Linked DNA regions of Mus musculus: all the other regions are linked to region 2. Evidence: chromatin contacts called from public ChIA-PET and HiChIP or PLAC-seq data. All regions are on one chromosome and are shown on one strand. The core of a region is the stretch at or near the end of the contact, and the rest is flanking DNA. Distances in the headings are between cores, read along the strand shown.

Region 1 (5,983 bases), core at 2,234-4,733, 630 kb after region 2:
CATTTCAAATGACCTTGGGACATTTGGAAACCAAGCTGTTTATTAATTCTTGGGTAAATCAAGTTCTGAGATTATTTCAGTTACTTTCCAATCCTATTTCAGTTTGGTCCATTTTCTTGACAAGAAATCAGTAGTGGCACTTTCATCTATGATGTAGCTGAAATTCTGCTTCCACCACAAATACATGCTCATTTCTGGATGTGAACAAGTGCTAACAAACCAATATTTATATAGATGCTTTATAATAACATTTATTTATCGCTATAATATATATTATATTATATTATATTATATTATATTATTTATATAAATATAAATTTATATAATAAATATAATAACATTTATTTATTGCTATAATTCAAGCAATTAGTAGTCCAAACTAATCTAGCATATACCTGCACTTTATTTATAACCTGAAAATTTCCCTGAGATTAAAAAAAAAAAGGAAGGAAGGAAGAAAGCACTGTAATCCCTCGGACTCTTGGGAAGTTTCATTTAAAAATCTTTTATATCCCTGGCATAGTGGCATTAACTTATAATTCTAATACTCTGGAGGCTGAGGCAGAGGGATCAACAAATTCAGGACAGTCTGGGCTATACTTTGGGACACTCACAAAAAGTCTTTTATAAGATATTACAACAATGATGGTATTATCACAACTTTCAAAGCACTTATACAATTTTGCATGGACTTTTACTATTCACTATGGACTGAATAGGATGAAGACAGACTAATGAACAGTGTCAGATCACAGCTAGCCATAAGGCTTAAGCACCTGTAGGTGGTTATATTGGTAGGTATATACTGTACCTTCCTACTCTGAAAGCACTTAAAGGGAAAGAGAGTTGGGAATCAGGGACTGGGTGGTTGTTTTGATGGTGGTGCAAGACTTTAATCCCAGCACTTGGGAGGCAGAGGCAGGTGAATTTCTGAGTTCGAGGCCAGCCTGGTCTACAGAATGAGTTCCAGGACAGCCAGGGCTATACAAAATCCTGTCTCGAAAAAACCAAAACAAAACAAAACAAAAAAGACAGTGTCTCACTACCCAGGCCAGACTGGCCTTGAACTTGAGGCTCTCCTGCCTCGACCAATAGAGTAAGTAGTTGGGATTTCCAGGCATGCCTTTATTAGCTACTATGCTATGATATTCTGCTATCAAGAAAGTTGTTCCTTAAAAGTACAGGGTCTTGTCTAACAATCAGATTTTAGAGATGGAAACACACAAGGCAGTTCATTATTGCAGAGGCTTAGAAGAGAATGAAGTGTACAGGAAAAAAAGGTTTGATATTTACTTAAAGCAAAAGAAAAAAAAAAAATTCCCAAAGGCTGAGGATATATTTAGCTCAGTGGGAAAGCACTTGTCCAGGCCCCACTTCTTCGATCCCCAACACGAAGGGAAACCCTTTTCCAATAATTCCATGTCTCCTGCCTGACATTAAACACACAAGTTTGTACTTAAATGACTCTTTTTACCCCTGGCTGATAACAATCCTTCTTGACACCAATAGTTCCTATCTTTTCCAAACACCTAACTAACTACAAGCTCCACAATCTCCCAATTTCAACCTCTTTGGACACTAGTCTTCCCGCCCTCTCAGAGTCAGAGAATTACAAGTAAAGAGTGAACTCGACAAACTGGCTTAACAGAGCCAAATTTGGGATCCAAACGACCGAATAAGAAAAAAGGGGGTGGGGCATTACCTGCAATTCACACCAGGCGACTTCCACAGTGGTTTCGGTGTCCAGACCTTTGTAGACTGTCTTAAAGGAGCCTCTGCCGATTTCGATGTCAAATTTGAGAAAGCGACCGTCATTGGACATTCCCACTGCCTTGGTCTCCAGCTCTTCGATATCATCCTGTTGCTGGCTCCTATCCTCCTGCGCCTCTTTGGCGCTGGCGCCACCACTGCCACTTCCACTTCTGGACGGCGGTGGCTCCTCTTTGCTCCCCACGAGGCTGGGCTGGGACACCGGGCGGTCTTTGCTGGTACTGCTGGGGACGGTCGTGGTGGCCGAGCCTACAACGGCTTGTTCCCCAGGGGAGGCAGCAGCCGAGGGTTGCTGAGACACCTGGGAAGCAACGGTGGCGGTCAAAGTTTCCTCTCTGTGAGGTTCGGGTGGAGCACTCTGGGGCACCACTGCAGGTACACTAGGTTGCGGGATAGAGAGAGGGAGGCCCGGCAGCTCCAACGCGGTGGCATTGGAGTCGCAGATGACGCTTCGGCGGAAGAATCGGTGCTCCGTGGGGGTGGTGGTGGCGGCCGCCCCACGACTGTCCTTGTCCATAGTGTGCCGGCGGCGCCGATATTCCTCCGTCCTGCCAACTCCCGAGTCGGCGACCGTAGCCCCCAGTTTCTCGCCCACGGAAGAATCGGAGCTTGAGCCATTCTTGGGGACGGGCGCCGGAGGCGTAAGGAAGCCCGGAGTGCCGCTTTGCTTCTCGGCGGCACCGTCAGACATGGTCGGTCCGATGGAGTGAAGAATGCGGGCTCGGATTTATGAATGAAAAGGGAAAAGGGTGACCCGGAGAAGCCACCAAGAAGTGCTGGGCAGCGCTCCTACGGCGGGCTCCGAACCACCGGACGACTCCCACTCAGCACTGACAAGGCGCCCCGAGGGCGACGCGGGACACTGAGTCCGGCTGCTGCGGCGGCTGCTGCTGCTGGCACCGAAGCTGCTGCGGCTCACGGGGCGGGCTCGTCGGCGGGCTAGGAGGGAGCGGAGCCACGGGGGTTAGCGCCGCACAGTCCGCATCCATCCTGCAGCGAGCGGAGGCCGGTAGGGCTGGGGCAGCAGAAGCGCCGCAGTCATGAGGAGCAGGGCGCGGAATTGGCTCCTGGGCGAGAGGATGCGACCCAAGTGAAGACGGCTAAGCTCCCTCCGCTGCCGCTGCCGCCGTCGCCGCCCGCCCGCCGAGCACGGCGGGATAGGCCCTGAGGGCGGAGGCACAGCGCGCGAGGGACGAGCCCCGACGCCGGGCGGTGGCAGCCCGGGGCACAGGAGTGGGAGGGGCCGCGCAGGGGAAGGAGGGCCGCGGCCCGGGTTCCCGGTCGCTCGCTCGCTCGCTCGCTCGCTCGGCCGCCGCCTCAGGCAGCACGCGCCCCGGAGAGGGGACCAGTCTCAGAGGGCGCCCATCACTAGATGCTGAGGGCCGAAGCCTCGAAGCCTCGAAGCCTGAGGAGCGGCCCCCCCCGTCCCCGAGGCCTCCCCGCCCGCCCCGGGCCTGGCGAACCTCTTCCCCTCTCTGGCCGGCGCCGGGGGCAGAGGAGGGAGGGAACTGTGGGGAGGGGAGGGCCGCTCACCGCGGGGCCCGGGCTCCGCTACTTCTCTGGCCAGGAGGAGAGGAGACCGAAAGAACTGGGAGGAGGGGGAGAGGGAGAGAAAAAGAGCAGTCACCCCACTAGGCGCCTTCTGTCAGCGAAGAAGGGAGTACGGAATAGCCGAGCAGAAGGAGCGCGTCCGCCCGGGAAAACTCTCCGCTTTAAATGGCGCCGATGTCTGAAGCCTCCACACAGCCCGCTTGGACCCCGCCCCCCGCCGCCCGGGGCGGCCCCGCCCACATCGCGCTCGGGGGGCTCTCGCGCAGGCGTGCCGAGCTCGAGGCACGATGGGATTTGTAGTTTCGCGGTGAAAACCGTGAAAGGAACCCGGGAGGAACGCGCCTACTACTTCCGTGATGCCCTGCGATTGCTCTAGCCTGGTGCCTCCTGGGAATTGTAGTTCCTTTTTTTGAAAACCGCCCCATCTGAAAGCCTGATGGGAGCGTCATCGTGGGTCGCTCAATTCCGTTCCAAACTCAGTGCTCGCTATCAAAATCATTATTTAGGAATCAATTGCAAAAGAAGAGAAGAAAGGAGAAGAAAAGAAAGGAGAGAATGAGAGACTTCCGTCATGTTCTGCTTAGATAGCTCGTAGAGCTGCCATGCAATGAAAAATGATGTTGTTCGTCTTTAATGGAGAGCCTCCTTAGTGTTGTGACTAGGGGTGTGGGAGTGGAGAAGGAGGTAAAGCTGAATAACCTGAGCCTGAATTCGAAGACTCCCAGAAAACTTTGTGAAGAGTGCACATACCATCACTGTTGATTAGATGGGTGAGGGTAAACAAAATATATTCCATCCTTCTCTTCTTCACAACAACTAAAGCCGCATGCTCATCTCCAGTTTCCAAACAAGTACTTTGGCTGCAAAGATGGGCTGCCTACTAAATAAAACCCAGGATCAGAGCGAACCTCTTTGCTTTGCCGGAAACTTAACGGGAACGGGAGGTGTAGGGGGCGGGGAGAGGCGGGTGACAAGCATGGGAGGAGGTCGAGTTCGAAGATATTCTACATCTTTAATCTTTGATTACAAACTTGAGAGGACATAGTTGACTTTTGCCTCTATATTTGAGTAAAAATTATTTTCCTTTTGTTTTCTTATACCCTGCCTCGGTGGCTCAGTAAAACATCCCCTTTCTGTACTACACTTGCATATGTACACATATGTAATTTATACCAAGGCGCGGATCTCCGGAAACCTAGATCCGTGCAGTTTACAGTAATGGAATTCTTCTCTTCAAAATATCTTTAGTGCTTCCTGGACCACCTTTGCTACTACGTAAGATTATAGTTGTGATGAGCACCAGGGGGCACCAGACAGAGTAGGAAACCAAATTTATGAGCCAGATGGCAGTTACAAGTCTTAACCCAACCGGTGAGAGCGGGAAGCGCTTAAACGTACGCAACCGCACCCGAGCGTGAATACGCTGCAGTCGCAGCCCAGGACTGGAGCGAGCTCTGAAGCGCGTTTTCCTTGTCCAAGACTATATGAGAGGATCTCTGAGTGATTTGGAAGCGGCTAAACGGAAGATTCCTTGACTCAGTGTATCTAGATAAACTTCGCATAGAGAAGTCTTGCTATACAATTAATATTAACTTATCAGAAACGTTTAAAAAGAAGTCAGCACGTTTCCTTTTTTTTTTTCTTGCCGAAATCTACCATGTAAGTTTTAGTGTTTGTTTGAACCCTATGGCTGTTAGATTTAATAAAGAAGGCAGGTTGTGAACAGTTTGAAATACAAGTGCAGAAGGGGCAGGAAGAATACTGAAATATTAGTGCTCTACTGTTTTAGAAAATCATTAGTTCACTTTATTAATGGTAAGTCTGTTTTAGTACATTTAATTAGTGGTTTATCTCCAGTGATAAATCTAATGTCAGCAAATGAAGAAGTAACTATGAAGTGCATTTTTCTTGTACTTCTTAAGACTGTTGATTATAATTTTCTCAAAGTTGCTTTACCAGAGAAAACTTTGTTTATAACACAAAGAAACTTAATTATACAGTGGTGGGTTTTTAAAAGACCAGTAAATCACAGTTTTTTTTTTATTTATTGTATGTTTGTTTCTATAAAAAGAAATTAGGATATTTCTGTCCAGGTGGTTCTGAAACAATTTTATCGTTGTTGCTTATTCTTATTTACTAAACCCTGCAACTTTGGTCACATGACAATGGGCACAACTTCCTTAATATATATAATATAGCCATGACCTGTCAACACATCATTTCAAGCAAGAATACCTAGTCATTATAAATAACCTACTAATCATTGACTTTAAAAACCACACTTATCCACATGACAACTTTTCCTACTTAGCTTTACTAGGAAAACAGATACAATGGTGAGTATCGTCGCTGTGTGGGACGGTTAGACTTAAAGGTTGAACTATAGTATGGAGATTTACTACGCTCACATGTTCATCTCTCTTTATAATGATTAAATCCGTACTAAGTTCCCTGTTATTCTTGACTATAATTCCAGATCATACTTTCCCTTTCTCTGGAGTTTGTTTTCAAGTTCTCTCCCGTCCACACAAACCAGCAAGAGACTAAATAGAAGTGTGTGGAACGGACAGCCAGGGTTATACAGAGAAACCCTGTCTTAAAAAAGCCAAGAAAGAAAGAAAGAAAGAAAGAAAGAAAGAAAGAAAGAAAGAAAGGAAGAAAG
Region 2 (5,846 bases), core at 2,043-4,542:
GTATAAATATTTTGTTTGCATTGCACGTATGTGCAGCATGTGTGCCTGTTAGGTCGCTTGTAACTGGGGTTACAGATGTGTGTAAGCTATTATGTGGATGCTGGGCATGTCATATTAGGTACAGATCGGGGAGGGCCTTGGAGTTCAGCTTAAAGGAATTTAGACTTTGAGCGCTTCCAAAGAGGTTTTGAACTTAATATAGGTTAAAAATTAGTGGGGCTGGAGAGATGGCTCAACAGCTGTTGACCATGTTGTGGTCAACAGTACTTGTTGCTCTTGCAAAGGACCTGTGCCTAATATGTCATTCCAAAAATTTATTTTGATTTCAGCATGTACCAAGTGTTATCTTCCAGTCAAACCAACTATCTACCCCTTCTGATAGAGGAGAAATTGGAGCATTTTATGTTCTGAATTGTAAAAGCACATTCATGCTTCATTTTGTAGGAAATCTAAACATGTACATTGGTAGAAACCCAACATGTGCCCTCTGCTAATGGTTTGTTTGTTTCAGGTTTACCTTCAAACGAGGTGTCATCTAGATAGAATGCAAAACTGGGTGCCTTTAGCGTACATGAACCCTCTGCAACCAAACATGATTAGGAAAGAAAAGTGGAATCTCAGAGGCAAGGCCAACTGCCCGGCCAGAGAGAGGAGGCTGAACTCTGGACTGATTTATTGCCCTCGTTCTGATTCCATGTAAAACACGATACGGGGAGATGCTTCGGGGAAGACAGATTTCCCTCCCAGATTGCCAGCTCTCTGAATAAAGTACAGTTTAAAGTTTCAATTCCTGGTTTTTATTTATTGTCAACAGGCATCACAGACTGAATTCCCAGGACATGCTATTCATTTCTCCTTATTCATTCTATTGTTCATCCCTCAGAAACCCTGCCCGGTGGCCCACACTTGTAATTCCAGAGACCGAGGCAAGAAGATCACCAGGAGTCTGAGGCCACCCTAGGCTTCCTAATGAGGTCCAGGCTAGCCTACCCCAAGAGAAAGGGAGAGGGAGAGGGAGGAGGTAGAAAAATGATGAATGAATTGGAGCGGATTGACCAGAAAGTGGGCTATATGAATCCCGAGAGTAGTGCTATCTCTTTCTCACCTGAGCACATTTTATTCATTTGATTGCTGTTCTTTATGTTGAGACTGCGTGCTCTAGGTCAGGCATGAGCTGGTGCGGATGCTATAACATCGCCACGTCAGACAAGGCACAGGGCCTTGCAGAGGCTAGATATTTCAGTGAGTATTTCAGTATAAATTAAAGATTTACAGACTAGCGCTATGATCCAGTCAGGAGAGTGTTTACCGAGTATAGACAAAAGCCCGGTTCCATTTCCAGCACCACATAAAGCAAGCAGAGTAGCACGTACCTGGAACCCTAGCATTCAAGAGGTAGAAGCAGAAGGAACAGAAACTCGGGATCATCCTTGGCTTCCTAGTGAGTTCAGGACAGTAATGATTTGGGCTGACAACACAGCTTAGTGGGTAGGAACACTTGGCTGCACAAGCATAAGGACCCGAGTTCAAATCCCCAGCACCCATGAAGAAAATCCACATGGTTTTCAGGTACACCTGAAACAACAGTGCTGTGGAGAGGAAACAGGAGGATGAGTTGAGTGAGGCTTGCTGCAGATTCAGTGAGAGCCCTTCTCAAGGAGTTAAGATGGAAAGTGACGGAGAAGGATGCTTGACATCTGCTGGTGTCCACTAAGGCACAGGCAGGCACACCTACCTGCACACGTGCCTTTGCTGGCGTAAATTAACAAACTGATACTAAAAGTCCAATGAGAATGGATAGGGACTGGCCAAAACAGTCTTGAGAAAGTGGGACGGGTGAAGGGCTCACATTTCCCAGTGCTAAAGCTACAAAGACACTTGATCCCCCGCGCACGACACAAACAGCTTGGCTTGGTGGCATACACGCCTGAGATCCCAGCACCCAGGAGGAAGAAGGAGGAAGAGACAGAAGAGCTGAAGTTCAAGGTCATCTTTGGCTACATATGGAGTTTGAGAAAAGTCAGGACTACATGAGACCCTGCCTCAAAAAGCAAGAAGAGTCAATCCCAGCACTCAGAAGGTGGAGACAGGAGGATCTCTGTGAGCTCCAGGAAGAAAAAAGGAGCAAACAGAGGGAGCTGGAGAGGTGCTCAGAACTGTAACTTTAGCCTCTGTAGGCACTGGCATGCATACATGCAGGCAACACATTCATACACAGAGAATAAAAATAATACTTTGAAAAAACCTGAGAGAGGAGATTTATTCAATGTGGCCACACTGGGAAAGGGACTAAACAAAGGGTCTAGTGGACAGACCAAGACCATCTTTAGGCACCGACTTGGGCTCTGGGGACTCTCACAAGAAGGCAAGAGTTGTGCATAATTGTGGTGGCGCATGCCTTTAATCCCAGCACTCAGGAGGCAGAAGCAGGCGGATTTCTGAGTTCAAGGTCAGCCTGGTCTACAAAGTGAGTTCCAGGACAGCCAGGGCTACACAGAGAAACCCTGTCTCGAAAACCAAAACAAACAAACAAAAGAGTTGTGCATAATTAAGCAGCCTTTGTCCAGGTGTGGGCTCCTTGACCCTCGTCTCCGTCAAGTTTTCCAGGAGGGCCCAAAGATGATCATCGCTTGTGTGGATCCAACTGAATTTTTAAATTTTTTTTTTTTTTTTTTTTTGAGACAGGATCTCACTAACTAGTCCTTGCTTTGTAGACTAGGCTGTGCCACCATGACTGACAAAGTGATCAGCACGGGCTATGGAGATGCTCCCGTCCGCCAGATTATATACCTCTGCCATTTTAAAAAACACATCGACAGGGACTCTGACTCCAAGATTTCTGAATCATTTGAGTAAATTACTCAAACTTGAAAAGATTTGGGGTCAGAGTCCGGGTGCGTAGCTAAGCATTGTAGTACATGATTTAATCTCAGTACTCAGAAGCAAAGGAAGAAGAAATTTCTGTAAGTTTAAGGTCAACAGCAAATCCCAGACCAGCCAGGGACAGGCAGTAAAATCCTGGCTCAAAAGAAGGCGGGGGGGGGGGGGGGGCAATAAAAATGTTTCACGAACTCAGTGAATAGAAAGGCTGGAATCCTACAATATCCTCTTTGAGTACACTCCCAGTGACCCTCCCACTCGTCCCCACCTCCTAAAGGTCCCAATATTCCCAATAGAACCACTCTCTAGGGGCAAAGTCTCAGCTAAATACAAGCCTCTGGGAAGACACTCGACATTCAATATTCAACTGTGTACAGTGAGAACAGAAACGGCCTCTGTTACAATCAAGCCCGCAGAAGAGGAAGGGTTGACATAGCTCTGCCATGGTGAAGACTTCCTGCCCCAAAGTAAGGAGTCCAGGGGACCTGAAACGCCCAGGTTCCACCCTCAGCCCCTCCTCACCCCACCCCCACCCCAGAACTCACTGTGCCATTGAGTCCTGCTGCTTCTGCCTCCCAAGTACTGGGATGTTCAGGGTTACATACCCCGTTATTTATGTGATACTGGGTGCTGAACCCAAGGCTAGGCAAACACTCCACAAGAAGTCTACACCTCCACCCCCTTTTTTCAGGTTTTTTTTTTGGGGGGGGTCTCAAACTATAGGCTACACTGACATGAAACTAATGGCAAAATTCCTACCTCGGTGAGTGTCGGGTTTGGGGATTTTAATTCCTTGCCTCACTGGTTAGGTAGAGGCTATTCTAAAACTGCAGTGCTCTCAGAACTGACTACAGCTTCACCAGGTCAAATAGGCAGCTTGCCTTCCTTGAACCTGTAATCTTGACTACCTATAAAGGGGAGTGTGTGTGTGTGTGTGTGTGTGTGTGTGTGTGCGCGCGCGCACGCGAGCACTCACACACTCAAGCCTTTGTCCTAACCCCTGCCGTGCTTTCAGAAAGGAAGAAACCCACTGTCACCACTGGCTGAGTTTTGGTAACCAGGGAGAGCTTGTGATTCTCACCACAAGGAACAAGACCCAGGGAAGGTCTGTGGTTTGTGGGAGGTTGTATCTCAGCAACTGCTTGTGACACACAACCCATTACAGTTTATCTGAAAGGAATAAAATAAAATAACATATACGAACACAGGAAGGAGCCTAGTGGTAGCCTGTTCGTACAGTAGCCTGCCTCTCGCCATTCCTCTTTTCCAAGTTAGTCCCCTGCTTGCCAGTCAGATAAAATACAAGTGAAGTAAAAGGTGTCCTTAGACAAAAACCAAAACAGACTGGATTTTTTTTTTTTTTGAAACTGGAATTACAGATGGTTGTTGGCCACCACTTAAGTACTGGCAACCAAACCTAGGCCTTCTGGAAGAGAAGCCAGTGCTCCTAACTACTGAGCTGTCTCTATAGCCTTAGGTAACTCTTTTTTTTTTTTTTTTTTTTTTTTGAGACAAGGTATTGCTTATGTAGCACTGGCTGGCAAGAATTCCCTTTATAGTATAGACTGGCCTTGACTTTATAGAGATCCAAGTAGCTCTTTCTCCAGAGTGTTGGGATTATAAATGTGGGATACCACACACAGCTAGACTAGGCTCTTTCCTTTCCTTCCCCTTCCTCTTCCTCTTCCTCTTCCCCTTCCTTGCTTGCTTCCTTCCTTCCTCCCTTCCTCCCCCTCTCTTTCTTTTCTTCCTTTCTTTCTCTCCTTTTCTGTTTTTTTTGTTTTTTCAAGACAGAATTTCTCTATGTAGCCCTGGCTGTCCTGGAACTCACCCTGTAGACCAGGCTGGCCTCAAACTCAGACATCAACTTGCCTCTGCCTCTGAGATTAAAGGCCTGAGCCACCACCGACTGGCATTTCTTCCGTGTTTTCCTGAACTTGAACTTTAACAGAGAGCTTTGTGCATGCTAAGTAAGCATACTATCCCTGATCTGTCCCTTATCATTGGGGTGATAGTTCAGTTATCAATGGGGTGATATTTCAATGTTCCCCTTATCTGAGTTCCATAGGTGCTTCTAAGTCAAGCATTAATAGGGTTCATGCTGAGTCCAGAGGTTTCCCATCTCTGGAGCTTATTGGTAGAGATTGAGTAGAGTGACTTAGCCGTGTGACATATTGGCTCACATCCAGACTGTTTCAAAAAGGGAGACTAAAATAAAGGGGCTGATTAGAGCTGGGGCCAATGGGGGTTGGGTCATGGCTCCAGAGAATTTCAAAACCTGTTGTGAGAACAGCAAGAATAATCTGTCTTCCAGATAACAGTTTCCCTCTGCCCCAATTCTGCTCAAGGTTCAAAGGCTAAGCCTTTTCCTGGCACACAGGTCTCCAGACAGGCTCTTTCACAAGGTCAAAATGCAATGAAACTCCAGCCTCCCATGCTTTAACTCTGGGTGAGAAGATGTGGGTGAAGGTTTCTCATGGTATTTTTCAAGTATTTGGGATTGGTTGGTTAGTTGGCTGGCTTGAGATGGGGGGTCTTGCTATGTAACCCAGGCTAGCCTTAAGGTCTCTACCCTCCTGCTTCAGCCTCCAGAGTATCAGGATTGCAGTCACCCACCCTAGCTGGCCTAGGCTAATTTTCCATAATGTGATTGAGTTCCTTCCTCCTCAGCCTCCAGATGGCAAATGCAGTACTCTGTCCCTTTATTGATAGCCTCTAGATTCCTTTAAGATTATTTGCTGTCAAAATTTTGTGAACTTGACACAAACCTACACAGAGGGAAGTGGGAACCCCATTGAGGAATTACTTCCATTGGCTTGGGCATGTCTATGGGGCATTTTTCTCAATTGTCAGTTGATGTGGGTGAGCCAAGCCCACTGTGGGCAGCACCATCCCTAGGCAAGTAGGCCAGGCCCATATAGGAAAAGTAGCTGAGCAAGTCAGTAAACAGCATTCCTCCATGGTCT
Region 3 (5,933 bases), core at 587-3,086, 780 kb after region 2:
TGTCCTCCCATCTCACAGCGGCACTGGAAGCCTGAGAACTGAAGAGAGAGCGGTGCACCCGCCATGTGAGGTCTCCAGCTGCACCAGCTGGGCGAGGAAGGAATGAGGGCTGGGTGAGAGCAAAGCACCTGGGCTGGGTCAGGGTCCCAGGTGGGCACAGTCCTGCTGACTCATGCTGGCAAGTCAGTCAAAGGGGGCCCCTCAGGACTGTCGTCACCCCAGCACTGGGGACTCTGTGCTCCCTGAATCCTCTCTTGTTTATTCCCTCTATAGTCTATTTCATCTATGGCCAGTACCAAGGATACTGCAGTACAGCAAGCAAGATGCTCCATTGAAGGGGGTCTGGCACACAACTCCTCTTCCGTCTGCTAGGCCCTTTCTGAATGAATGCAGAGTTCATTCACTTGTTCATTAGCCCTGTCAGGTGAGGTGCTGCAGCACCGAGGGAGACAAAGTCCACAGTCCCCGCAGCAGCCGTTGGGGTGGCATGAAGGGTCATTTTATCTCCTGGCTTCCCCACTTTAGACACTTTATTCCCTGCTAACCCTTGCCGTTTTAGGAGATTAGGAGGGCAGGACTGTACGGCAGGCAGGGATCTTCACTGCATCCTAGATGTCTGCGTCTGATAGAAGGAGCTGGAGATGTGGTTTGTTGAACTGGACTGAATAGGCGGGCATCTTGGCAGGCTCTCTCCGGGCTGGATGGGGTGGAAAATTCAGCACCTTCCCCTTTTCCCATCTAGCTGACAGATACCATGGCCTGCTGGGGGTCTTCTCACCTGGACTACAGCCAGAAACTGTCAGTACTTCTTGTTCTAATTGCATTACATTCCAAACAAGAACTCTCGCCTTTTGAAATGTATGCTCTAGTGGGGAGGCCACACTCACTCTCATCGTGGTGTGCAATGTTGACTTTCAACTTCAGAACTAACTTCTGGGTTTGTTTGTCATTGTTTGGAGACAAAGGCATCTCTCTCTCTCTCTCTCTGTTTCTTTTCTTCCTTCTTTCTTTGTTTATTTTTTATTCTACATTTAGACTTCTCTCTGGATTCAGGTTCTCCATTACAGCTTGGAGAAATCCCGTGGCTCAGATGTACTGAAGTGGCAGAGCCCTTCAGCACCCATGACGCCTCAGCTCTGGTGTGGCCGAGGATGAAAAGAAAGGGGCCTCGGGCTCTCGGAGACAAGGCAATGGTGTGCCTATAATGGGTATAGGGGAGAGATGCTGCCACCCATCCTGGCTGCCAGGATAAAATGAAATCTGGGCTTCGTTTCATTGGTTTTCCTGTGGGAAAACCTAGAAATACTACATTAAAATTCTTTAGACTGGTCCTTTGAGGGTCTGTTTGGTTCTTTTTTGAGGCAAGATCTCTCACTCTTGAAGCCCAGGTTGAACTGGAACATCCTACGTAGCCCAGGCTAGCCTTAAACAAGCCTCTTACCCCAGCTTCCTAAGTACTGGGTTTGAAGGTGTGAGCCATAATTCTGGGTGGGCCTTTTGAGGTTTGTGAAAGCTGGGTGTAGTGGCTTAGCGACCCAGGTCCCAGATCCCAGGAACTCTAATACTTAAAAGCTGGGTGGTCCTGGCAACCTCACTGAACTGTTCTGACCCTTGGTTTCCGGGGAGCAGAGGGGGGGGGGAGGTGCTATTAAATGAATTAAAAGGCAAAATCAACATGAAACTGGCCAGCAGAGGCGCGCAGAAAGAGACTTCCAGGGCAGCCATGGATAGGGCAGTGGTCCTCATGCCCGGGCATCTCTCCTGATTGTCTGATTCAGTCAGAGAACCTGCCTACCCATCCCCCGCCCCTGTTGGGGATCCAGCCTACGAGTGAAAGGGAAGTGGTCTGTCACCAAGCCACGCCTCTGACCCAGCACCTTCGTTACTGTGTGCTCCCCGCTGCTTCTGCTTCCACATCAAATCCACACGCGTTGAGAACCATATTCAAAAAAAGAGCGCCGGCCTAAGGACTTCCATATGGGCACACAGCCCTTCAGATCTGACCTTTGGGCAGCCAATTTCTTGGAACTTCGGTTCCTTCACTTACAAATTTGGGACTAGTTCCATTTTCAGAGCTGTGCTCGGCAGGCAGCATTGTCTTTGTTGCTCTTTCCGTGTTAACTCTTTTACTTGGCTCTTAAAAGTAGGATCCACGGGGCAGCGGGGCAGCGGAGGTGGGCTGGGTGGACCTGGAGAATATTTGCTTTGGGGGAAACTCTAGAGCCAAAGTGGACTCTAGAGCTAAGTGCCAAATGGGGCTGAAAACCTCCAAGCAAAGTTCTGACCCAGAAAGTGCTCTGGTCTTGGGTGAGCACTGGGGGGTGGGGGGGTGGGGGGAACAGATAGATCCTTGGGCAGTTTGTGTGTGGTAAATCCACGGTTAACTGCACTCTGAGTAGTCTTTCCTAAAGGCCACTGGCCAAGTTCTGTTTGCAGGGGAGATGGGCGAGCTCTCCGCAAAGAGTAAGCAGGCCCCGCCGCGCTCTCCCACGCAGGTCCTCCCTTGCAGCCTCTCTGCACATTCTGCCTCCTCTAGTGGAGGACCAACCCTATTGTCGCCTGTAATTCTCACTTGGGTTTCCGAAGACTCAGATTCCTGCCGGGGAGGGGCTGAGCTAACCTGAGCCTCTCTAAGCAGTTTCCTGGCCTCCCCTGCGGGACAACCGCAGTCCCGCAGCCCTTCCCCCCAGCCCCCCCGAAGGCCACGCCCCTCATCTTTAATGTTGCACGGTCCAGGCCCAGTCCTGGGGCCTTGGGCAAGAGCTGGAGCCTCCCAGGGAGGTTGAATCCAAGGCTGGAGGAGCTTTCAGGGACAGTCAGGGATTATCACCAGAATAACACGCAAAAGACACCCCGCCCTACCGCGGATTAGAGGCTGTTGATTTTTAAGGGCAAGACGGCTGCTCTTGGCATGGAAGGCCAAGGGCGGCACAGTGGCGGCATGGGGCCTGCCCCAAACAGAGAGCCGCAGGAGTCTGCCCTTTTGTGGGTTTTGGCCTGAAGACAGTGACAGCACCGGGCCTGTCAGCCCTATGTGAGGATTACAGTCCAGGAGAGAAAAAGACAGTCCTTAGGGGTGGAGCAGGTTTTCCAACAGATGTCCCAAGCCACTCCCCTGTCCCGGAAGTGATGCCACACCCTAAAGCTCTTTTCTTTAATAAATTTGTGGGAAAGCAGTGTGTATTTGAGACACTTAAGTTTCTTCTCCAGCATCCTAGCACCAAACACTAGCAAGGGACTGAGCTCGGGGACTGTGCAACCCAAGAATATGCAAGAGAGGATCTTAAAGGTGGAGACAGCTTAAGTTCAAGACCAGCTGGGCTATGCAGTGAGACCGTGTCCAAAGGGGCAGGGAAGACAGCAGAAGAGGGAGCCATATAGAGGCCTAAAGAAGGCCAAAGGCCAACACAGACAGGGGAACAGAGCCTGTACCAAGGGAAGGGGTCTAGCAGAAAGAGGACACTTCCTCCAGGGGCATAGAGCAGACAGGCCTCCAGAACAGGCAAGAAGGGTGGAGTATGTTTAGGGAACTGTGACTAATGTGTACCATTGCTTCTCAGCATCCTGCTCCGGGCACAGGCAGAGCCTTCAAAAACGGTTAGCTGTTAGTCCGCCCCATGGGGAAGGGTGGGGAGAAGAGTAGGAGACAGGCTGGAGAGATGAGCAGCCCAGAAGGCAGAAGTCTGCAGGCCAAGAGCAGGAGCAGGGACCCTGGATACACAGTGTCATCACGCTTGGGCGAATATTTCCTTTTCTTGGGAGATTGGTGTGGTATGGCATGCCTTGGGTGTGGACAGAGGCTGTCCAAGGAGTGGAGAGGCATTACAAGTCTCTGGGGCTTGTGGAAAAGCTAAGTGGTGCCTACACCAAAAGTTGGGCTGGGACAGGCCCTGAGTCAGAAGAGATTATTTAAAATGCCTGTAGGGCCACATATGGGCGGATAATCCTGAGTTGGGGGTTTGTCTGCTTGTCTTCCATAAGTTCAATATTTCTCAAGGGCCTGCTTCCCATCCTTCCGCCCTCCACTTGGATGCTGATGATCAAACCCCATGGCCTCATGAATACTACAAGACAAGCATTCTACAAGGGAGCTTAAGCCCCAGCTATGCACAGCAAACAGGACAGATGTTCCCTTCTCACAGCAGAAGTAGCCAAGGTCGACCAGTTCTCCCAGATGCTTCTGTTAAATGTTTTAACATTTTCAATCCAAGGCAAACCTCTGTCTTCTTTGCCCACAGCAGTGCAGGGGTTGGGGACACATAGGCCTGGAAGACTCAGGCAAGTCTGGAGCAAGCTTCCCTGGGACTAAGGGCTAGACTTCCATTGAGCAGTGTGCCCTGACCAGACTATAGGATTACTTCCCTTCATCTGACTACCACCATGTAGTTCATCTTTAGGGTTCTTTGTTTTGTTTCTTTCCCAGGTTGTCCTTGCTTTTTTCCTGTCTCAGTCTCCTGAGTGCTGAGATTACAGACGTGCCATCCTGCATTGTTCATATGTTTGTCATTAGACCCTAAGCATGTTTTAGCTTCTGGAACATTGTAGGGGAGGGGTTAAGATGCTGACTCCAGTACAAAGGGAAGGGCACTCTACTGTGTGGTTTTCGGTGAGTTCCTTGAACTCTTTGCATTCTGCTCACTACATGGTGATGCTCTCATCTTTGCAGGGCTGAGTGAGGACTAAGCTGACTCATGTCCTGTATTTAACGCTGTGCCAGATATGTCCTCCATAACTATGAGCTACATGGTTCTAGGGTGTTGGAGCTACACAGCCACACAGTATATTGGGCCTACATGGGCTCCAGCGTATGTGCAACACAGTGGGGCAGGCCCATCACCTTCCCAAGCTGGACTCTGATAGGACAGCAGAACATCCCAACACCTACTTCAAACCCATGAGTAGAATAATTTTCCTGGGGTTACGGTTTAAACAAGCATTCTAGGATGGACCCACCCTTTCCTGGGGTAGGAAATCAGCCTCTGGAAGCCGGGGACTCATCGCCAACTTTCCAGGTGCTCTTAGAATCTCTAGGTGGCTTACTACTCCGAGGCCAACTGACAGGTCATCATTTGACCTACTCTCTGTGTAGCCGGGGTTTGAGCTGACACACAGAAGGACTGCCTGCATGGCTTTTCTCAAAACTGACAGGAGTGACTCATCCAAAGGTCACCAGTGCCTGGGGCTGCATGGGGCAAAGTGATTCACTGTCTCTAGCCTGGCCTGGCCCCACAGCTGCCTGGCCTTAATTCCTCTCAGCGGATAGTCTCAAGCCTGAGACTCTCCACCCAGAGGAGGGAGCCTCCTCCTTCTTTGATGGCTCTGCTAAAAAGAACTCAGCTCTGTACTTGCACAGACAAGGACAGGGTTGGGAGAGCTGGCCTGCTCACACACCAGCTTGATGGATCGGAGAAGGGACCAGGTCTCTACCTTCAGCTGGGTTCTGGGTCTTTTGTAGCCTCTTGGTAGAACAATTTTATCCAACTTCCATCACACACACACACACACACACACACACACACACACACACACACACCATGAGACAGCATCCATGTAATCTCATTTCTAAGAAAAAGCAGGATGAGATGGTGGACATCAAGGTCCCTGGTAACTAGAATGTCAATAGACAATGTGACAATGTGTTTACTTTTCTGTTAGAGCCAGTCCCTTCCTGTTTGCCTGAATTGAGTAAAGAAGCAAAAATACACAACGACAAAGATGAAGGGCTGAATTAAGAAGCTCACTTGAAGGGATAGGATTCCCAGGCTTGGGGTTGGGTGGGGCCTGGCAAGAGGGCTAAAGGGATTGCAAACTGGAATGGGGGAGGTGAGGCAAGAGCGGGGTTGGGGGGTGGGAATTAGGTCTTTGATGTGCTCACCCCCTACCTACCCACCTCAATCACAAACCCCACATACTTTAGTCCTGAAGGTACTCTG
Region 4 (5,643 bases), core at 699-3,198, 950 kb after region 2:
TGTATGATTATAATTTCCATCTTAACTGACAACAAGTAACTGAGGAGGAAAGATCATCTTGGTTTTTTAAGAGTGTGTGTGTGTATTTGAGTGTGTGTGTGTGTGTATGTGGGCATGTATGTACATCTAAAGAGTCAGCTTTCTCTCCCTACTCCCTGGTATCTCTAGGAGGGTCAGCCTCAAGTTGTCACCTCAACCTGCTGAGTCCTCTTATACCATTTTTATACTGTTGGCTCTAATAATTTTAAAAATATGATTATTTTATGTGTATGGGTGTTTTCCCTGCATGTGTGTCTGTGCACTAGATGCATGTTTACTGTGAGCTGCCATGTGGGTGCTGGGAATCAAACCCAGGTCCCTTGGAAGAGCTGCCTGTGTTCTCAAACACTTGAACCGTCCCTCTAGCCCCTGTCTAATGATTTAAGGGAAAGGTTAGGCCATACTTTTCTAGATTCTCATATCCAGCCTGAGTTCCAGGACAACCAGCATTATATAGTGATAGATACCTTGTTCCAAAAAAAACAAAACAAACAAACAAACAAAACAAAACAAAAAAATCACAAGCTGACAAGTGGCTACTTACAGACACGAACATTAAATAAAGCCTAGAATTCAGAACTTTCTATTTTAGAGCCTAACCTCTCTTCCCTGACTTATTTTTATCTCTTTCCCCAGATATACCCTGTTTTTATAAAATGTTTTTTTTGTTTGTTTTTTTGGACAGGATCTCACTACGGCTGGCTTGGAACTATGTAAACCAGGCTGGTCTAAAACTTACAGAGATTGCCTGCCTCTGGCTCCCGAGCACTGGGATTAAAAGCTTATACACCACGCCAGAGGCACATAATGTTCTTGGTTCTATGCCTTTGCTCATGAGCTTCCTGGCAGTTCAATTATAACTCCTTCCACAACTCTAGTAAATTCACTTAATCAAGTGTATTCTGCATGTAAAATTCATCTTAAATACTATTTCTTCCATCTCTTTCTTGAGTTTTTCCATTCAAGACGATCTAGAAAGCCAATTGTAGTGGCATCTGTCATTAAAAGCTAGCACTGGGAAGATCACCCAACATTGAGGGCAGCCTAGGGTACAGAGTTGAATTCCAGGCAAGCCCGGAACAGAGCAAGGTCTTGTCTCAAATAAACAACAGAAAAACCATAAACTGATTGTGTACTTGTACTCCCAACACTCAGAAGACCGAGACAAGAGTATAATGCCAAGAGTTTGAGACCAGTCTGGTACATATAGTGAACTGCAAGCCCACGTGGGCTGCAGAGTAAGATTCCCGAATCAAAAAACAAAAACGAATAATTAAAAAAATTTAAAAGCTTTTTTTCCCCCCTCACTGATAAATGCCTGTATTTGCAGTTTTACTATGATAACCTATCTTCCAGGCAGACAGAAGCCATCTTAATCCTACCTTGCAAGGCAGGAATGCCTCTATTTATATAAAAGGTGATGGGTTTCTGTTTTGTAGGTGTAAGAGATCGAATTGAGGGCACAGGCGTGCTAAGCAAACACTCTACATATTGGCCACAACCCCGTCCCTAAAAAGTCGTATTTACCCGCATAACCACTTTCTGAAGTATTTTTATTATCCCTTATTTTTCAAACGAGGAAATCGAAGCTTAAGCAAGTGGGAGGAAGACGGAGACGGAACTCCGTCCATCTCAGGACGTCTGGATCCTGTTCTCTGGCAAGTTCATACAGTTCTTGAGCAGATCTTTGCTCAGTCATTCTTAAAGCTCTCCGCGTCCCGGAAACTTCTCTTTTTACAGACAATCTTTCCTTGACTGGCCCTAGGTTTAGTCTCCTGTAGCTCCCTTCCGCACTGATTACTAAGGCTTTTATCCCACCATATTTACTCCCCAAAAAACTTTCACCCTTTCCCTGAAATCCACACTCACCAAGTGCTAACCCCTGGCGTCCAACAACGCAACCGAAAAACAACTCAAATCAGCGAGCATCTACAAAATCCTACCAATCGCTCACGAGCTCAGGCGGCCTTTTAGGTTGCACACCAATAGGACGGTTGTTCACCCAGCAGTACTTCCCATCTTGCCTTGCGCCTCACCGGCAGAGGTTCCTGGGAAGTGTAGTTTCTCTTCTGCACACAGCATTGCGCAAAGACAGAATGCGTGTGGAGGGGGGAGGTAAGTATCCCTTGGCTGTTAGAACTCGTTTTGACAACTCAGTCTAAACTCACTTAACTATTTTCCTTTAATGAAACCTGTTGCATAAATGACATACATAATCACGAGAACTCCTCGGAGAGTTTAGTACACATTATCATTTGTTTCGAGTGAGCCTTTAGTTTGTTTCAAGTGAGCCTAAGAAACGTTCTACAAATCCTACGGAGTTGTAAAAGCCTGTAATCCCAATTCCTGAGAAGGGACATAAAAAGGATCAGGAGTTTGAGGGGAGGGGAGGGGAGGGGAGGGGAGGGGAGGGGAGGGGAGGGGAGGGGAGGGGAGGAGAGGAGAGGAGAGGAGAGGAGGAGACAGAGTTTTCTATGCCTTAGCTTAGATGTAATTAAAGAGGGATGGTTGTGAGCCACCATATGGGTGTGAGGAACCAAACCAGGACTCACTATGTATCCAGTTTAGCTTGGATCTTGCTGTGTAGAAGCCTCAGAGATCCTCCTGCATCTACCCTCAAATTCTGGGACTCAGGCATAAGCCCAGTGTATGGGAGGCAGGGGCAGCCAGCTGGGTCTACACAGCAAGTTCTAGGGCAGAACTACACCCTTAAACAAACAACAAACAAAACAAACACACAGAGAGGTATTATAGCTCATCACCTCTGACTCCAAACACATTTTAATGGCTCTTTGCTTGTTTGCTCAGTCATTGGATTCACCCTGCGACTGAACTAAGGCTTCAGGAATCATGGTCCTGCCGGGCGTGGTGGCACATGCCTTTAATCCCAGCACTCGGGAGGCAGAGGCAGGCCTCAGATTTCTGAGTTCGAGGCCAGCCTGGTCTACAAAGTGAGTTCCAGGATAGCCAGGGCTATACAGAGAAACCCTGTCTCAACAAAACAAAACAAAACAAAACAAAACAAAACAAAACAAAACCAAAAAAGGAATCATGGTTACTTAATGGTAAACAAGTATTCTACCACTGAACTATACTTCTCACCCAAGCCTGACTCCAAGAATTTCCCAGGGACTAACCAAAATAGAATAACAAAGAAGGAAAAACTATAAACTTTCTCTTTATCCTTTCCTATGACATGAATAGGAAAACCAATGATATTTGAAATATCATATTGAAAAAATTGTGTACACTTATCAGTGAGCCACTGAAGTTGACATAGGCATAAAAGCTTCAATTTTCAAGCTTTCCAAATTTTAAAGTAATGCTACTATGCATTGCAGAATTGATCCTTTCTTGTGTAACTTCCTTTTATATATCCTCTTTTGTTGCTGAGACAGGGTTCCCCAACTAGTGTTGGGTTTAGAGGCATGAGCCACCACCCTCAGCTCTTCATATATCCTCCTGATGTTTAAATGAGACTGACTAGACATAACATTTGAATATGTAATCCCTTGACTGGAGACAAGTCCCAGTCTTTTGACCTCCTATTGTGGGCAGTAGGCACATACATACCTGCAGACAAAACACTCATGAAGTAAATCTAAAATTTTAATATTATGGTATAAATTATAGCATAAATACTATTTTTAAAAGCATGGTTCAGCCGGGTGTGGTGGCGCACGCCTTTGATCCCAGCACTCGGGAGGCAGAGGCAGGCGGATTTCTGAGTTCAAGGCCAGCCTGGTCTACAGTGTGAGTTCCAGGACAGCCAGGGCTACACAGAGAAACCCTGTCTCGAAAAAACCAAAAAAAAAAAAAAAAAAAAAAAAAAAAAAGCATGGTTCATTCCTTCCTATATATTTCCAATTTTTAGAGGAATCTATTATATATATATACACACACACACACACATACACACATTGTTGCTGACTTCAGACACACCAGAAGAGTGCATTGGATCCCATTACAGATGGTTGTGAGTCACCATGTGGTTGCTGGGAATTGGACCTCTGGAAGAACAGCCAGTGCTCTTAACCACTGAGCCATCTCTCCAGCCCCACATTTCCAATTTTTAAAAAGAGTGCTGCAGACCCTCTGGGTCCCTTTGTCTGTGTGGAACGAGTCTCTAGTTGCAGATGGACAAGGAGTCGGCAAATGAATGACAGACAGACACAACACCAGAATCTGAATGTCATCTGTCAAATTGAGCATCAAACTTTTTTTTTTATAAATCTTTTATTATTATTTATTTATTATATGTAAGTACACTGTAGTGTGTCTTCAGACACTCCAGAAGAGAGCATCAGATTTCGTTACGGATGGTTGTGAGCCACCATGTGGTTGCTGGGATTTTAACTCAGGACCTTTGGAAGAGCAGTTGGCGCTCTTAACCACTGAGCCAGCTCACCAGCCCGAGCATCAAACTTTTTATACAGAAGAAAATAGGGAAGTTAGGTGACACATCAGCAAGGTACAAATGAGGTTACCGAATGCTTACTGACTCTTACACTAAACAGAGGAATGTAAACACAAAGACTGGCAGGAACTGGGCAATAAAACAACTGAGACAATGTCAGCCCTATCTAAGGTCAGCTATAGTCTTAGGAGCCAGGTGTGAGGTCTTTACACTCCTAGGGCAAGGGCTTTCACACCCAAGCCATGGCTCTAATTTGGGAGTTCTGCTCTAGCTAACCATCTCATGAATAATGCAATACTCTAAAACCACCGCCTGATCTACTTCCTAAACCATTGTAAATTCCTGTATATGGGAGCGACTTACTTGGCTTTTATTCTAAGTGATAGTGTAATACCAGAGGCAATTCTGAATGTCACTGAATAGGCAACATTGAATTCCAAGCCCATGGTCAGCTCAAGGACTTTCTAGGACGTTGGAACACTGGCGAAGGCTTAGCTATGTCAGAATTCAATCTTAAAAGGCACTTATAATAATACTAAAAGAGAGCACATAGATCCATACACCAGACTAACGCGGGAATAGGGTATGAGTATACGGGTTAATGAGAACACCAAAGCTCCAGGAGGTGAGTTTCTGTGAAACTCTTTGCCTTGTGAGCGCTTCCAGGCCTCTCGGCCTGCCAAGAAGACTTCACTGGGGTGTGCGTGGCTGAGGAGGAAGAGGAGGAGGAGGAATCTTAAACTTACTATGTATTCCAGGCTGGATTAAACCCTTGATTCTTATGTCTTGTTGTTCTGCTGGAATTATGGGATATCTGCCATGCTAAGTTTGTTAGCTTTAATTATTATTATATGAAAAATATAAATATACAAATACATAATCTATGTAAGTAAAAGTTTTTTGGCTCTTTCAGTACTTTTAAAATGTATACATGTTATTTTGACTTGAGACAAGATTTCATGTAGCCCAAGCTGATCTTGAACTTAGTAAGTAGCAGAGGATGACCTTGAATGCCAGACTACCAGGTATGGCTAAACTACAGTGAGGTCATACTACCAGCTATAGCTATCCTACAGTGAGATCTTTAAAAATATATACATGAGGGGGGTTAGTGAGATGGCTCAGTGGGTAAGAGCACTGACTGTTCCCTTGAAGATCCTGAGTTCAAATCCCAGCACCCATATGAT

What was found. ChIA-PET counts read pairs in DNA pulled down with a chosen protein or histone mark. HiChIP or PLAC-seq counts read pairs in DNA pulled down with a chosen protein or histone mark.
Region 1: an RNA polymerase II ChIA-PET map of memory CD8 T cells shows a contact between it and region 2, with 29 read pairs. The contact joins the promoter of Wnk1 here to the enhancer-like site in region 2. A contact is called at or near these places in 1 of 39 promoter capture datasets (cranial neural crest), 2 of 484 Hi-C or Micro-C datasets (CD4 T cells and the G1E-ER4 cell line) and 3 of 115 datasets of contacts at active chromatin or transcription factors (the 230-238 cell line, memory CD8 T cells and pro-B cells).
Region 3: a contact with region 2 is called in an RNA polymerase II ChIA-PET map of memory CD8 T cells, with 27 read pairs. The contact joins two enhancer-like sites. A contact is called at or near these places in 1 of 39 promoter capture datasets (hippocampal neurons), 2 of 484 Hi-C or Micro-C datasets (LSK cells and pre-B cells) and 5 of 115 datasets of contacts at active chromatin or transcription factors (embryonic stem cells, large pre-B cells, memory CD8 T cells and 1 more).
Region 4: a contact with region 2 is called in an H3K4me3 HiChIP or PLAC-seq map of pro-B cells, with 4 times the contacts expected there. The contact joins the promoter of Ccdc77 here to the enhancer-like site in region 2. A contact is called at or near these places in 1 of 39 promoter capture datasets (neutrophils), 4 of 484 Hi-C or Micro-C datasets (B cells, CD4 T cells, erythroblasts and 1 more), 2 of 115 datasets of contacts at active chromatin or transcription factors (pancreatic cancer cells and pro-B cells) and 1 of 9 other capture datasets (embryonic tail).

The regions. Positions count from the first base shown.
Region 1 is chr6:120,035,172-120,041,154 of GRCm38.p6, forward strand. Wnk1 (WNK lysine deficient protein kinase 1) reads right to left here and starts at 3,484. Exons shown (of 28, transcript NM_001199084.1): 1 at 1,703-3,484. The coding sequence starts at 2,461.
Region 2 is chr6:119,404,854-119,410,699 of GRCm38.p6, forward strand. It overlaps a transcript of Adipor2 not described here. Among named protein-coding and RNA genes, the nearest start is that of Adipor2, 19 kb to the left of the region's middle. Within about 2 kb of position 3,293, at least 91 of the 459 cell types and tissues checked have an H3K27ac peak or open chromatin away from gene starts, as enhancers often do. A contact at or near this core is called in the 230-238 cell line, LSK cells, memory CD8 T cells and 2 more, where this site is marked.
Region 3 is chr6:120,185,920-120,191,852 of GRCm38.p6, forward strand. All of the region lies in intron 1 of Ninj2 (ninjurin 2), which reads left to right. Among named protein-coding and RNA genes, the nearest start is that of Gm25327, 45 kb to the left of the region's middle. Within about 2 kb of position 1,837, at least 189 of the 459 cell types and tissues checked have an H3K27ac peak or open chromatin away from gene starts, as enhancers often do. A contact at or near this core is called in LSK cells and memory CD8 T cells, where this site is marked.
Region 4 is chr6:120,355,419-120,361,061 of GRCm38.p6, forward strand. It overlaps Ccdc77 (coiled-coil domain containing 77), which reads right to left and starts at 1,949. Exons shown (of 12, transcript NM_001381936.1): 1 at 1,909-1,949.